Regions from separate parts of the Mus musculus genome. Here all the other regions are linked to region 1. The links are chromatin contacts, called in public HiChIP or PLAC-seq maps. All regions are on one chromosome and are shown on one strand. The core of a region is the stretch at or near the end of the contact, and the rest is flanking DNA. Distances in the headings are between cores, read along the strand shown.

What was found. HiChIP or PLAC-seq counts read pairs in DNA pulled down with a chosen protein or histone mark.
Region 2: a FOXA1 HiChIP or PLAC-seq map of pancreatic cancer cells shows a contact between it and region 1. The contact joins two enhancer-like sites. A contact is called at or near these places in 2 of 15 datasets of contacts at CTCF or cohesin (pro-B cells and stem cell-derived epiblast-like cells), 8 of 484 Hi-C or Micro-C datasets (the Ba/F3 cell line, the N1E-115 cell line, bone marrow-derived macrophages and 5 more), 13 of 115 datasets of contacts at active chromatin or transcription factors (T-cell acute lymphoblastic leukemia, embryonic basal ganglia, embryonic forebrain and 9 more) and 2 of 9 other capture datasets (embryonic stem cells and liver).
Region 3: a FOXA1 HiChIP or PLAC-seq map of pancreatic cancer cells shows a contact between it and region 1. The contact joins two enhancer-like sites. A contact is called at or near these places in 1 of 484 Hi-C or Micro-C datasets (bone marrow-derived macrophages) and 3 of 115 datasets of contacts at active chromatin or transcription factors (double positive thymocytes, embryonic stem cells and pancreatic cancer cells).

The regions. Positions count from the first base shown.
Region 1 is chr8:34,843,581-34,847,662 of GRCm38.p6, reverse strand. Tnks (tankyrase, TRF1-interacting ankyrin-related ADP-ribose polymerase) reads left to right here. Exons shown (of 27, transcript NM_175091.3): 20 at 300-382. Among named protein-coding and RNA genes, the nearest start is that of Dusp4, 38 kb to the right of the region's middle. Within about 2 kb of position 1,707, at least 25 of the 459 cell types and tissues checked have an H3K27ac peak or open chromatin away from gene starts, as enhancers often do. A contact at or near this core is called in bone marrow-derived macrophages and pancreatic cancer cells, where this site is marked.
Region 2 is chr8:34,223,236-34,227,317 of GRCm38.p6, reverse strand. Gm29243 (predicted gene 29243) reads right to left here. Exons shown (of 4, transcript NR_166073.1): 3 at 3,350-3,456; 4 at 1,168-1,287. Among named protein-coding and RNA genes, the nearest start is that of Gm29243, 8.4 kb to the right of the region's middle. Within about 2 kb of position 2,142, at least 50 of the 459 cell types and tissues checked have an H3K27ac peak or open chromatin away from gene starts, as enhancers often do. A contact at or near this core is called in pancreatic cancer cells, where this site is marked.
Region 3 is chr8:34,274,511-34,278,592 of GRCm38.p6, reverse strand. No RefSeq gene overlaps it. Among named protein-coding and RNA genes, the nearest start is that of Gm29243, 60 kb to the right of the region's middle. Within about 2 kb of position 2,287, at least 62 of the 459 cell types and tissues checked have an H3K27ac peak or open chromatin away from gene starts, as enhancers often do. A contact at or near this core is called in bone marrow-derived macrophages and pancreatic cancer cells, where this site is marked.

The DNA.
Region 1 (4,082 bases), core at 458-2,957:
ATAAATGTCTTAGACATAAAAATAAGGTGGTAGGAATTATATTCCCTGTAGAGTTAATATATACATCTATATTTTAGTTCTCTATTCTATGTGTATTAGAATTAATGTAAGTACTGTTGCTATGCCAAAGAGAAAATTCAGCATAACTTGGAAGTGCCTGATTTAAATTGACATATTTGGTATTGGTTTTTGTCATGTGAAATCATCTGTACAGGCAAGTGTCAAAAAATAGGGTTATGCATAAATGCTGACCTTGCGTAGAATTAGGAAATTCTAAGAGATTTTACTGTTTGTTTTAGTTGCGGGTCTTGACATGAACATCAGCCAGTTCCTTAAGAGCCTTGGCCTTGAGCACCTGAGGGACATTTTTGAAACAGAGCAGGTAAGCGCTCACGTGCTCTTTCAGCTTTTCATCTTCTGAGTTATTGACTTCATAAACTTCGCAGCTGTTTATTTTCTGTGTTATGTATTCTCTTTATTTTGTGACTTATAGTGTTCTGCAGTTTGCCTCGTGTTTAATCTATGTGTATGTTTTTACCTTGCTTGTTAGCTGCCTGAAATACATGTAGAGAAGCCAGGGAGCCCAGCACTTTGCGCTCATCTCCGACGCTGACAGTTCAGAGAGCCGTCCTTCCTCTGTGGCCAGTTTTGTTCAGTGCAGTCTGTGTCAGGTTAGACGTGAGAAGGAAGGGTTCAGCTTGCTGAGAGAGCACTTGGTGAACTTAGAGCAAGAAACTATCTCAAGAATATTCTCAGTTTTTCTGGTTTTTGTTGTTGTTGTTTCCAAAAGAAACTGGCATTTATGAGCTCATCTTCTTGTGTTACTAGAGAGAGCTCTTCTGTTTGCCAGACTGTTGTCAAAGGTCATGAGTTCTTACTCCCATGCTCCATGGTAAACACTGAAGATGAAACTGAGTTTAATATTACTGGTGGACATGGAACTTTAGGATGGAGAGTCACTCAGACCCAGTGCCCCATTTCCCAGGTGGAGGTACCTCCATATGCCCATGTCAGCCTTTCTGGCAGGGAGGATAGCTTGTGCAGGAGAATATAGCTGTTGATGTCTTTTTAAAGTCTAGTCAGCTTTAGGGCCCACTTCACATCTTTATTTTGTGACTTATGTTCGACAGTCTACCCCATGTTCAATCTGTTTGTTTCAGGTTTGTTGTTACCTTGTTCTGCACAAGTCTGTTATTTAGTCAGTATATGCACTGAGTTTGGTGAGCTACATAACAAATGACCATGGACTTGGTAGCCTAACAGATGTTTTTCTCTCAGAAGACTGAAATCAGATGGGCAGGGTGCACTCCCTGTAGCAGTTCTAGAAGAGTCTGCTCCCTGCCCTTCCAGCCTCCTTGACTTAGGCCACGCATAGGCCACCTTACTCCAGTCTCTGCTGCTGTTGGCACGATGCCTTGTCCCATGTCTGCCTTCTCACGTGCCTCTTACTGGGACACTTCCTTTAAACTTGGGCCCTCCTGGTGACTATCAGAACTTCCTCTCCCTGTCGTCCAATCATCTTCTGGACTAGAAATGTCCTGTGAGAATCCTGTAAACTGGGTCTTTGTCACTGTTTGAACACACATGCTCTTCATTCTGACTCATGTCTGCAGGAATTGTGAAACTTCACACACACACCTTGGTCTAATAAGCCAAAAACCTCCAGTTCAAACAAGGGACCCACCTCTTGTTGAGAGCCGTTGTTTCTGAGCTTTCATGCGCTTGTTCTTACTTCCTGTTGCATGCTCTCTGTCAGGAACTGACCTCCTGTGCGTGTTTCTCATGTTATTGACTTGGTAGTTTAATGACTCAGTCTTCAGTCAGCTTATTCTTTTTATCAGTTTTGTTGTTCTTTTTACTGCAGTTTTCTTCTGAGTAAATCGATGTCCCATTGATTTTCTTTTGTCCAAAATCATTTCTATAGCCTTTTCAGAGTCAAGACGTTAATTGTTGCACTTAATGCATATTACCTTGTGTAGGCCCTCTCCTCTAGGTAGTGGTGTGCTTTTCTATGTATCGAAACTGTCTTTTGGGCCACTGGGCAGACAATTAAGTTTGTGTTTATTATTTCAAGTGCAGATGTTATCTGTCTAGTCTTCAGGTATAAAATATTAAGTCTACTTAATTCTTCCGCGGCATACCTTTAGAATTTTCTTTTCTGTCATAAATATTGTGTAGCAGTCTGGTAATGTGTATCAACAAGCATGTGACCCTTCATTGTGTCCCCTTATCCCTTCTGTGACTGTGTTTGCTGAGACACTTTGTATAGTGTATTCCGCTGTTCTCGTCCTGCCTGAGAATACCCCTCTCCCTCTCCTGAGGCGCGAGGTAGTTCTTTTAGTTTGTGTCCTAGAAGTTCTTACACTCCACCTTCACAGTTCCTTCTCAGAAGTCTCTGCGCTGTCTTATTCCATAAACACTTTAGAAATAATCATCAAAATTCCTTCTAGTTAACTATAGCATTATGTAACATCTTCTCACACTTAGACTATAGCTTCCTACCTAAAATGTTTTGTTTATGGGAAAGGAAAATTTAATTTACACTATAATTTCTGGAGCTCAACTGCTACGACCTGGATTTTCACAGAAACTGACCATCTACATTCTATAAAAGGTCGGACTCATTGAATTCTATGTAAATATGATTATAACATCACCACCCTCAAGGGAAAAAAGGTCTTTTCATTTATAATCGTTAATTTTCTCATCACATCCCAGGTAAACAAGCGAATCTTTGGAGCAGGCAGCAACCCTATAGACATAGCATTTACTTTATATGCAGGGCCATTTTATCTTATGAATGAGTAACTTTAGTATAAGGATCTTATATCGATGTATGCTAGATATGCACAACCCCCTTCTCCCCAAGACAAGAACTTGAGGAGCAAACTTGTGGTTTCTTCCAAATACCAAACATATTCTCTTAACTGTTCCCACCAGATAAGTCACTGGAGGCTTAGAAGTAATAAATAACATAATTAAATATAGAGGGGAAAGTACTATCCTGTCATTTCTACTGTATCATATTAATAACTAGTCAGTAAGTATAGCTCATACCCAAGGGGAAGGGAGTTGAAGTCAGAGCACCAATGCTGGAGACAGGATCTTCAGCAGCTGTGTAAGAGGCGGCTTTCCGTACAGGGAGGAGCCTGGCTCCTCAGCCCCGCTCTGTAAACCAGAGTGGAGTAACTCCAGGTTCCTCTCTGGTGCAGCGGGCTTGGGCAAGGATTTTTATATTCATTTTGTGATTGGAAGTCTGTGTGTTACGCTTTATTTCCTCTCTAGAGCATGATTGGAAATATCCCTTGGGGTGTTGTCTTCTAGCCTGACTTTGACACCCTTCAGCTATGCACTATTGAATGGCAGTTAAGAAGATGTTGATGTCTGTAACCTAAAGTTACCTCATATATATCAGGCTGTGTTTTTATTGTCAACCATATCTAAACTGAAAGATCAAATCTCTAGAAGAACATGGTACCAGTTGCATGGCTCACAAAGTGCATTAGAATCAGGTCAGCCTTAGGATGTAGAGACTCCCGTTGTGTAAACTGTTCTGTTTCAAAGGTGCTTGTCTCCCTTTTGCTGTCTTCTGAAAGCTCTGTTGTAAACTTCCTTTGCGTGATTAGAAGTGAATGGCAGATTTTGTACCATGAAACAATTATTTCTTCAATGGCCACTTAATGTGCTAAATTACTTTAGAGAATAAGCCCAGATGATCCCACTCGCTGTAAAGGAGTTCATTTTCACAGTAAAAATCAAACCTTGGGGTCTAATTTGTTATGTTAGTGTGAGGGTTAAGGAAGTGATATATATATATATATATATATATTAACCTTAAATGAGTTAGAAAAAAGAATGTCTATAAAAGGATATTTCAGTTCTCCAAAGAAAGAAAAGAAAAGAAAAAGAAGGAAAGAAAAAGAAAGAGACTTGGGCAATGTGTTTATCCTCTGGACATGTGGCAGAAGGTGATTCAGAACTTTGCCACTGGGTGGAAGCAGAGTCACAATTACTGTGGTCCACAAAGGCCTGAGAAAGTCAGCTAGCTGAGACTGTCAGGTCGCCGAGACTCAAAGGCTGCT
Region 2 (4,082 bases), core at 893-3,392, 620 kb after region 1:
TGCATCACTGCCACAGCCAACAGCATGAGGACACTGGTTACTTCGTCCCTTCAATTGATGTTATTTATGTCTACATCTACTTTCCACCTCTGATCAAAAAGAGAAAGAAGGAATGAAGGGAGGGAGGGAGGGAGGGAGGGAGGGAGGGAGGGAGGAAGGAAGGAAGGAAGGAAGGAAGGAAGGAAGGAAGGAAGGAAGGAAGGAAGGAAGGAAAAAGGAAGAAATCATAATCCATTCTGAAAGTCTGTTCAAAGTGTAAAAATCACTAGTATGGACGCATATGCTTGGAATGTCAGCCCTTAGGAAGCTGAGACATGGGGATTATAAAGTTAAGCTTACCCTGGAATACACAGAAAACAGCTTCTCAAGTATGAACAGAGAGGGAGAGGGGTGAGGGAGATGAAAAGGGAGAGGGGAGACATAGGGAAAGGGAGAGGAGAGAGGAGGGGGAGGGGGAAGAGGAGGGGGAGAGAGAGAGAGAGAGAGAGAGAGAGAGAGAGAGAGAGAGAGAGAAGGACATTTTGAAATAAAACTCCAGTTCTCCCAAGAAATAATATCTATAGAATGAAGTTTTGAAGAGTCACTCTGAAAGAAAAAAAAAATATTAGGGTCCAGGGTATAGCTCATGTTAGTAAAAGCTTAGCATAGGCAAAGCTCTGAATTAAAATCCCCTACAAGGAAGGAAAGAGGATGAGAGGAGAGAAGATACACAGCAAAACTGGAAATCAGAGATACATAAAATCTATGCGATTCTGTTTTACAAGCCAGCACAGTTCAGGGTAAAACATACACTCACACACGGAGAGTCAGTACAGGTTTTTAGAAAACAAAACAAAATCTCCTATCAAGAAATAATGTCAAGGGGGCGGCAGGGATGGGGGGGTGGCAGGGATGGGGGACGGGGAGATGATCCAACAGTTAAGACACTCTCACACAGGGTCCAAGTTCAATTCCCAGCATCTGCATCAGGTGACTCACACCACCTGCAACTCTAGTTCCAGGAAATCCAGCACCCTCTTCTAGCCTCTGTGGCCTTGCACATGTGAGTAAACACACACACACACACACACACACACACACACACACACACACACACACACATATATATAAATTAAAATTTTAAAATGTCTTTAAAAGAAATAAAAATCAAACAAAAGAAAGAGTAAGTGAATGGGAAGATTCACAAGTATAATTTTTAATCAAAATAAGTTTTTTAATGCTATGCCACAATTTGAATTTAAAAAGGATGCTTCATTTGCATATCTTGAAAGACCTTGGATTTCATCTCTAGGAGTGAGAGAAAGAGAGAAAATTATAAATCAATATTTAGTAGTTCAGCCAGGAAAACAGTATTCCATCAGTTCTAAATGGTGTAGAAGCTTAAGGGTCTAGTTCATCACAGTAGTCAAGGAAGCCAAATAGGTTTTCTTCATGAATCTAATTTGCATCTCAAGTAACTCAACAGAGCTAGCTTGTGCTAGCACACCTTCACTATCCGGTCTTGACAATACTGCAGGGCACTGCCATTTGCTTATAGGTTCTGAGTGATCAGACGGCTGAGCCCCCCAACTCTGCCATCTGGCAGCATCCTCTGGCATCCCGTCACTACCTTTGTCCTTACTCCCAGACTCCAGCCAGTTCTTGGTTCCACAGGCCACAGGCGTGGGGTGGGGGCGGGGCAGGAGGGTGACTATGAACAAAGGTTATAGCTAACAAGAGTGCTGTTGCTGCACATACCAACATCATTAGGGTTTGAATGGGTCCGGTTTTGACAAGCACCAGATCCGGTCCTGCTTTAAGAGGGTGAATGTTTGCAGGAGTGGCAAATGTCAACCCACCACAGATGGTGAATGCCAAGTGTCACCCTCTGACTCATTTAACATTTGGATTAGTGACCCAGGAAAGTGTAAACGGCATGTTAATGTTATCTGTGGATGACACCATACGGGGCAATGAGCACATGAGAAGGTAATGCAGCCGGTCCCGGGGACTCCAACAAAGGAAGAAGACCGGATGTCAACTGGGCAAAAAGAGATGAGCTAATGTAATAGGCTTACAAGCCACAGATAATGGATGGGCTGATGGCCGACTCAGATGGTGGTAAAACAAGGAGTGAGTCACACACAGCACACCATGATTCCATACAGAGCCCACGCTGTCGGGCCATCCTGTCAATGAGAGGTTCCAGCCACTGTCTGGTGGACACTGTGTGTGTGCTTTCACAGTAAAGAACAGCTAGGACGGTGAGTCAGAGAAGAAAGGCATGAGGAAAGGGAATTCTGGGGAAATAGAAGATGAACTGGGCGAGCCTTCTGCAAAAGTCAAGGGTACAAAAGTTCGCTTCTGCGTGCTTCTCTTGCTTAGACTCCCTTAGTGTGGCTTCATCTCAGGGCCAAGGTGAATGGAACCTCTCTCTCTCTCTCTCTCTCTCTCTCTCTCTCTCTCCATCTTGAGCATCACATTGGGTCTACAAATATTAAACTAATATACAGCCTTGGCTCAGGCTCTCCTCTGCCTGACTTCAGGTTCTCAGCACTGTGCTCAGAGCAGAAGGCCCTCTGTTTACTCTCAAGTCTCTTTCCCATAATATAACCAGCCAGTTAGTGGCCGTAGCACTTTCTCCTCTGCAGGTCTTCAATTAAACCCTCAAACGCTGTGACAAAACTGAGGGAAGGAGATGGGAGTGGAAGATGCTGGGTGGGAGCCAGAGGTAAGGAACTAGATTAATCTGCCTACCCAGCCCCCACCCCCACACCCCAGGCTCTGCGGAAGCCTGCTTTTACAGTTCTCTATTCACAGTTTTTCAAACTGTTATCACTGCTTTCCTGTCCTTATTCTTCTTTGTCAGCAAGCCCACCCTTAAGCAATTAACCGTTCATTAACACCTTCACGGAGAATAAAAGGAAGCAAAAGGAATGGGGAAGAGAGGAAACACAGGCTATGAGCTCCGACTCTCTGAGACAGAGAAATTGTTTTGTTGATACCATGAGCAGCATCCAATGTAAAAATCTTATTGCTACCTACAGAATCTTTCTTGGAGCCAAGAGCAAGAGATAATGGGGTGAGCGGGATTAGATTTGCTTCTTCCTTTAGAGTGTATTGTATTATGACCCTCGACCTTCAGAATCTTGGGAAATTGTCTTAGCATCAGCTGGACCCTTAATCTACAGAAGGAATTTAGTTACTTACGATCGCTGGGTTGACTCTTCCCTTACTGAAACCTCACTCAATGGAAGTCAGCCTGAAACTTGCGTAGACTGCTATAGCCACTGGGGAAAGGGGGGGGGTAGGAATGATCTTCTTTGTCACCACAGGGAACTTGGGGAGGTGGCTACCCCAGGCTTCTTACCCATCTCCACTCTGTAAATAAGGCAACAGCAGTAGCCACCCAAGTGAACCAAGCAGCCAGCAAAGACTCTGCTTCCCAATGAGGACTCCGTCAGCCATGGCATCTCCCTGCGGTAGAGGAATGCTGTGGTAGGAATGCTGTGGTAGAGAGCTTCCCACTAAAATCAGTTGAAGAAAGTTAGCCTTCTAATAGGGAAAACCAGCCTTCGGTTGGTGGTAAATATGGAGACTTTATGCAAAAAGTCAGACGGAGGGCGAAGATTTCAAATTTCAAGACTCAGAAATGCAGAAATGCATGTGTTCGATTTTGAAGTACCTCTCCATGGGATACCAAGTCTCCTTACACAGCTATCGGTTTGTAAATCAAACTCTGACTCATTCCAGTATTGAAAACACATCTCAGACTTCACATTTCCAAGGTCCAGTTATGTCCACTCCCAGGTATTTCCATCTTTTACAGACAACTTCACCATTATTCTCAGTACTCAGATGAGAAATCAATTGTGACATCAACTTTGGCTTAAGTTAGATTCTCCTCTTCTGTCTCCGTCTTTCTGACTTTGTTTCTTTCTGTCTCTGTCTCTCTGTGTGTCTGTCTGTCTGTCTCTTCATCTATGTCTCTCTGTCTTTGCATTCCCCCCTTCCCCTCCCCATTCATCCATCCAACCTACCTACCTCTGCTGACCATTCTGGGCAGCTACATCCCAATCTGGGCAATCTCACGCCTCACCACC
Region 3 (4,082 bases), core at 1,038-3,537, 570 kb after region 1:
GCCCCTCAACAGAGGAATGGATACAGAAAATGTGGTACATCTACACAATGGAGTACTACTCAGCTATTAAAAAGAATGAATTTATGAAATTCCTAGCCAAATGGATGGACCTGGAGGGCATCATCCTGAGTGAGGTAACACATTCACAAAGAAACTCACACAATATGTACTCACTGATAAGTGGATATTAGCCCCAAACCTAGGATACCCAAGATATAAGATATAATTTGCTAAACACGTGATCGTGTTTTAAGCCTCTCCCTGCTACTATTCCAACCTTGAGAGAGAACTACCGAAATCTGCAGGTCTCCCTCCCAGTCATCAGAGGACTGAACCCTGTGTGTAGATGGCTCCAGACTCAAAGGACCTGCAAAAGAGGAAACAGCTCCCACACAGAGCCAAGAATAAGGCCTGTTCCACCAGTGCTGGGCCTTAAGCAGATATTTCAGACCATCTTAGGCCCTGGTTAGAGTACTGAAGACCATCTTGGGCATCTTGGATGGATAATGTAGATCGCCTTGGACCTTAAGTGAAAGCTACAGATAGTTGTGGGCCTTAGGTATATACTGCAGACCATCTTGGGCCCTAAGTGGGCTATCTTGCCATCTTGCCTCAGTGGGGTGGACAATTAAACCTAAAATTTTATTCTGCTTCATGGTTGTTCTTCAAGAATGGAGTTTTTCTTCAGTTGATTTGCGCATAAACTCATGTCCTGGTTTTGAGAACTGTAAAAAGTTCCTTTTGTTCATTGGTGTAATGGTGCAGTATTTTGATGACTGGTTAATTTCAGTTGCTTGACAGATGGTAAAAATGTGAGACTAACAGGGTTCCTGTTTGTTTTGTTTTGGCCGTGCCTTACTTTTTGTTATTTTATCTCGTTCATAGTTTCCCTTTTCACCCACTGTCTATAATGTAATTCCCTCTCCCATTTTGCCCTTTCTCACCCAAGCTTCCTTCCTTGGAAGATCGCCCTTTAAAATCGGGTTTCCCACCAACAGAGCAGCCATGCTGGTGGAGCCGTCACCGTGGCTCTGGCCACAGACCTCTTACACTCTTCCTTAGAAGACGACAAGCAGCCATGCCCCTGAGGGTAACCATAGCAATGATTCACTTGGGCCATATTCTTATATGACCAGGATGAAATCATACAGTGTAGATCCCTGTGTCTAGCTCGGTTCTATCTTATCACGTGACTCATCCACAGAACACAGTATGTTCTCTCTCCTGCTGAATTCTACTCTGCGTGGATATGCCACAACTGATGCCCTTGAAATCACTTCACCTTTGGGGCCAATGTGAACAGTGTTGATGTGAGCCTTCTTGTGTGCATCTTGGTAGCTGTCTGAATATCATATGCCTGGGGCTAAAATTGCTTGTTCACAGACAAGGATTGTGCTGGCCAGTTTTATATCAACTTGACATAAGTTAGAGTTATCTGAAAGAAAGCAAACTTAATTGAGAAAATGCCTCCATGAGATCCAGCTGTAAGGTATTTTCTTAATTAGTGGTTAATAGGGAAGAGATCAGAGCATTGTGGGTGGTGCCACTCCTGGGCTGGAGGTTCTGGGGTTCGATATATAAGAAAGCAGGCTGAGCAAGCCACGGGGAGCAAGCCAGTAAGCAGCCCCCCTCCATGGCCTCTGCTTCTGCTCCTATAACCAGGTTCCTGCATTGATTGAGCCCCTGGCCTGACTTCCTTCGTGATGGATGCAAAAGCAGAAGCCAAATAAACTTTTTCCCCCCTAGCTTGCTGTTGGTCATGGTATTTCATCACAGCAATGGTAACCCAGAGTAAGAAACGTACATATAAAAATCCTTCTTGCTGCACATACTTGTCAATATCACAATATTGCCTTTTCTGCTTAACCTGTTTTAGTAATACATGGTAATCTTTCACCACAATAAAGCATTTATTTATTTTGTTATTAAGCCTTGGCTGTCTGCTTTTAGAAGTGTATCTTGGTCATTTCTCTCATACTTTGTTTTGGAGCAAACAGACCTTTTCCCTGATGACTAATGAAGTTATCATGCTCACAAACCAAATGAGTCACGGAGCTAAAGTGAGACTTAGAACAACAGCCCGAAGCCTCTAGGCTTTTGCTGCCACCAGAATAGGGAGTTCAGGGTCAGTTGTAGTTGGTAATTGTGGCCAAGAAAAGCCAATGAATAAATCTTAAATCTTAAATGTCCTTAAACCATGACGGGACTCGTGTGTGTGTGTGTGTGTGTGTGTGTGTGTGTGTGTGTGTGTGTGTGTGTGTGTTTTCTTTTGTAACTCATTGCATAGTTCCCCAGCATGAACTTTATAAATAACTGCATCATGCTACAATGTCAAAAGGTGGTGGTAGTGGGTGAGCTAAATAATGGCATGGCCATTTATGAATTACAGGGACTGACCTAAAAATTGTGTGTGGGATAGATGATAGAAAGTGAAACTGTGCGTAGGTAAAAATAGTTAGAGATAAGTGGGACAGGAAGAGAAGCAACAAAACCGGAAAACAAAGACAAACCAGTGCAAGCTGGAAAGGGAAATTTACAAGAACTAATCCTTCGATTCTTTTTTTAAGACCAAAAGCAGAAAAAGAAAGGGTTTTTTTTTTTTTCCTTTCTGATGACAGATGGACACAGTGGGCCAGAAGACAAGGCAGTTTTTGAAAAGTATATACTTTGTGTAAAACCCAATGATTTTTGACATGTCAGCTATATCCAAGAGAAAAAAAAATACCTCATCCTGAAAAATGGGAATTTTGGTTCAAGAAATATAAGGCTAAAGATAGAGTTGGGTGAATCAGTTGAAAAGAGATCTAGAAGTGAAGATAAGTTAGAGAAAGGTCAGAGAAATAGGAAGGGGGAGTCTGCCTGTTCCAGTAACTCAAGGACAAAAATCAGAGCAGTGTGTCTACGGCAGTGGGTCTAGAGTATCGGGTCTAGAGCAGTGGGTTCTATAGCATCTACGGCAGTGGGGTCTAGAACAGCAGGGTGTAGAGCAGCAGGCCTAAAGCAATGGGTCTAGAGCAGTGGATCTAGAGCAGCAGGGTCTAGAACAGCAGGGTCTAGAGCAATGGGTCTAGAGCAGCATATTAATAGAACATTTAGCAATGTCTTCCATTGTGAAAAGCAGGAGAATTGGGTCAGGAGTAATTGAAAATAGAGTTGAATGAAACCATTTCCATGGTGGAGAGCTCTTCTTATTTCAGACCCTGAAAATCCAAGGACCATAATCACTGAAAATTCCATAGCTTCCAAAAGTTAGATTTGGCTTGCAGATTTCCCACTTATGTGGGAATAGTGATAACCACGCCCTTATAATAGTTTTTGCAGAAAACCTATCCACTACACTTACTGTTTCAGATATGTTCCATTTCGAAGCAATAGCCCATTGAATTTGTGCAAAGATTGAGGATGAAATGCTGAGTTCTGTGTGAGCAGCTGTCATGACAGATCGCAGATCTTGAGTGGTTAGATTCTGTTGTTCTGGATGTTCAGCCAGGGTGTTCTGCCTCTCAAATAAGCCTCGGCCTAGGAATCCTTAGGCCCCTATTGTGGCCCTGTGTGATGCTCACAGGACCTAGTTTCACTCAGATCTCAATCTGGTTTGAGGCTTTACACTACACATGAGCCAAACTCAGCAAAATGACAAGCAGGGTGACTCACATTATGGGAGTGAGTCTCTTTTCACTAGGATCTACTGGCCTTGTGATGAAAAAGGACAGCTTTGACATGTACTCTGGAGGTAGGCACTGCTGTTGGCACTGATGTCATGGGGGCTGAGCCCCTAAATGGGGCAGGGAAGTTGTGGACACAAGATGGGAACGTTGAGGGCCATCCTGCTGCTTTAAACACTGTCCTGGGGTCTGAGGTAGACTTAGACAGAGATCCTTAGCTCACTGTTTGAATATTATGGTTTATTTAGAAGCTGATCTCAAGAAATGCCCATGGTAGGTCAAAGAGGCAGGATAGGAGAAAAAAAAAGTAAAAGAAGCCACTCTGTGGAATTAGAGAACTGTCACACACGGTGTCAGGCACAGCCCGGGGGGTATGCTCGAAGCTCAGGTGCCTCATCACTTCCTAGCAATTCTGGC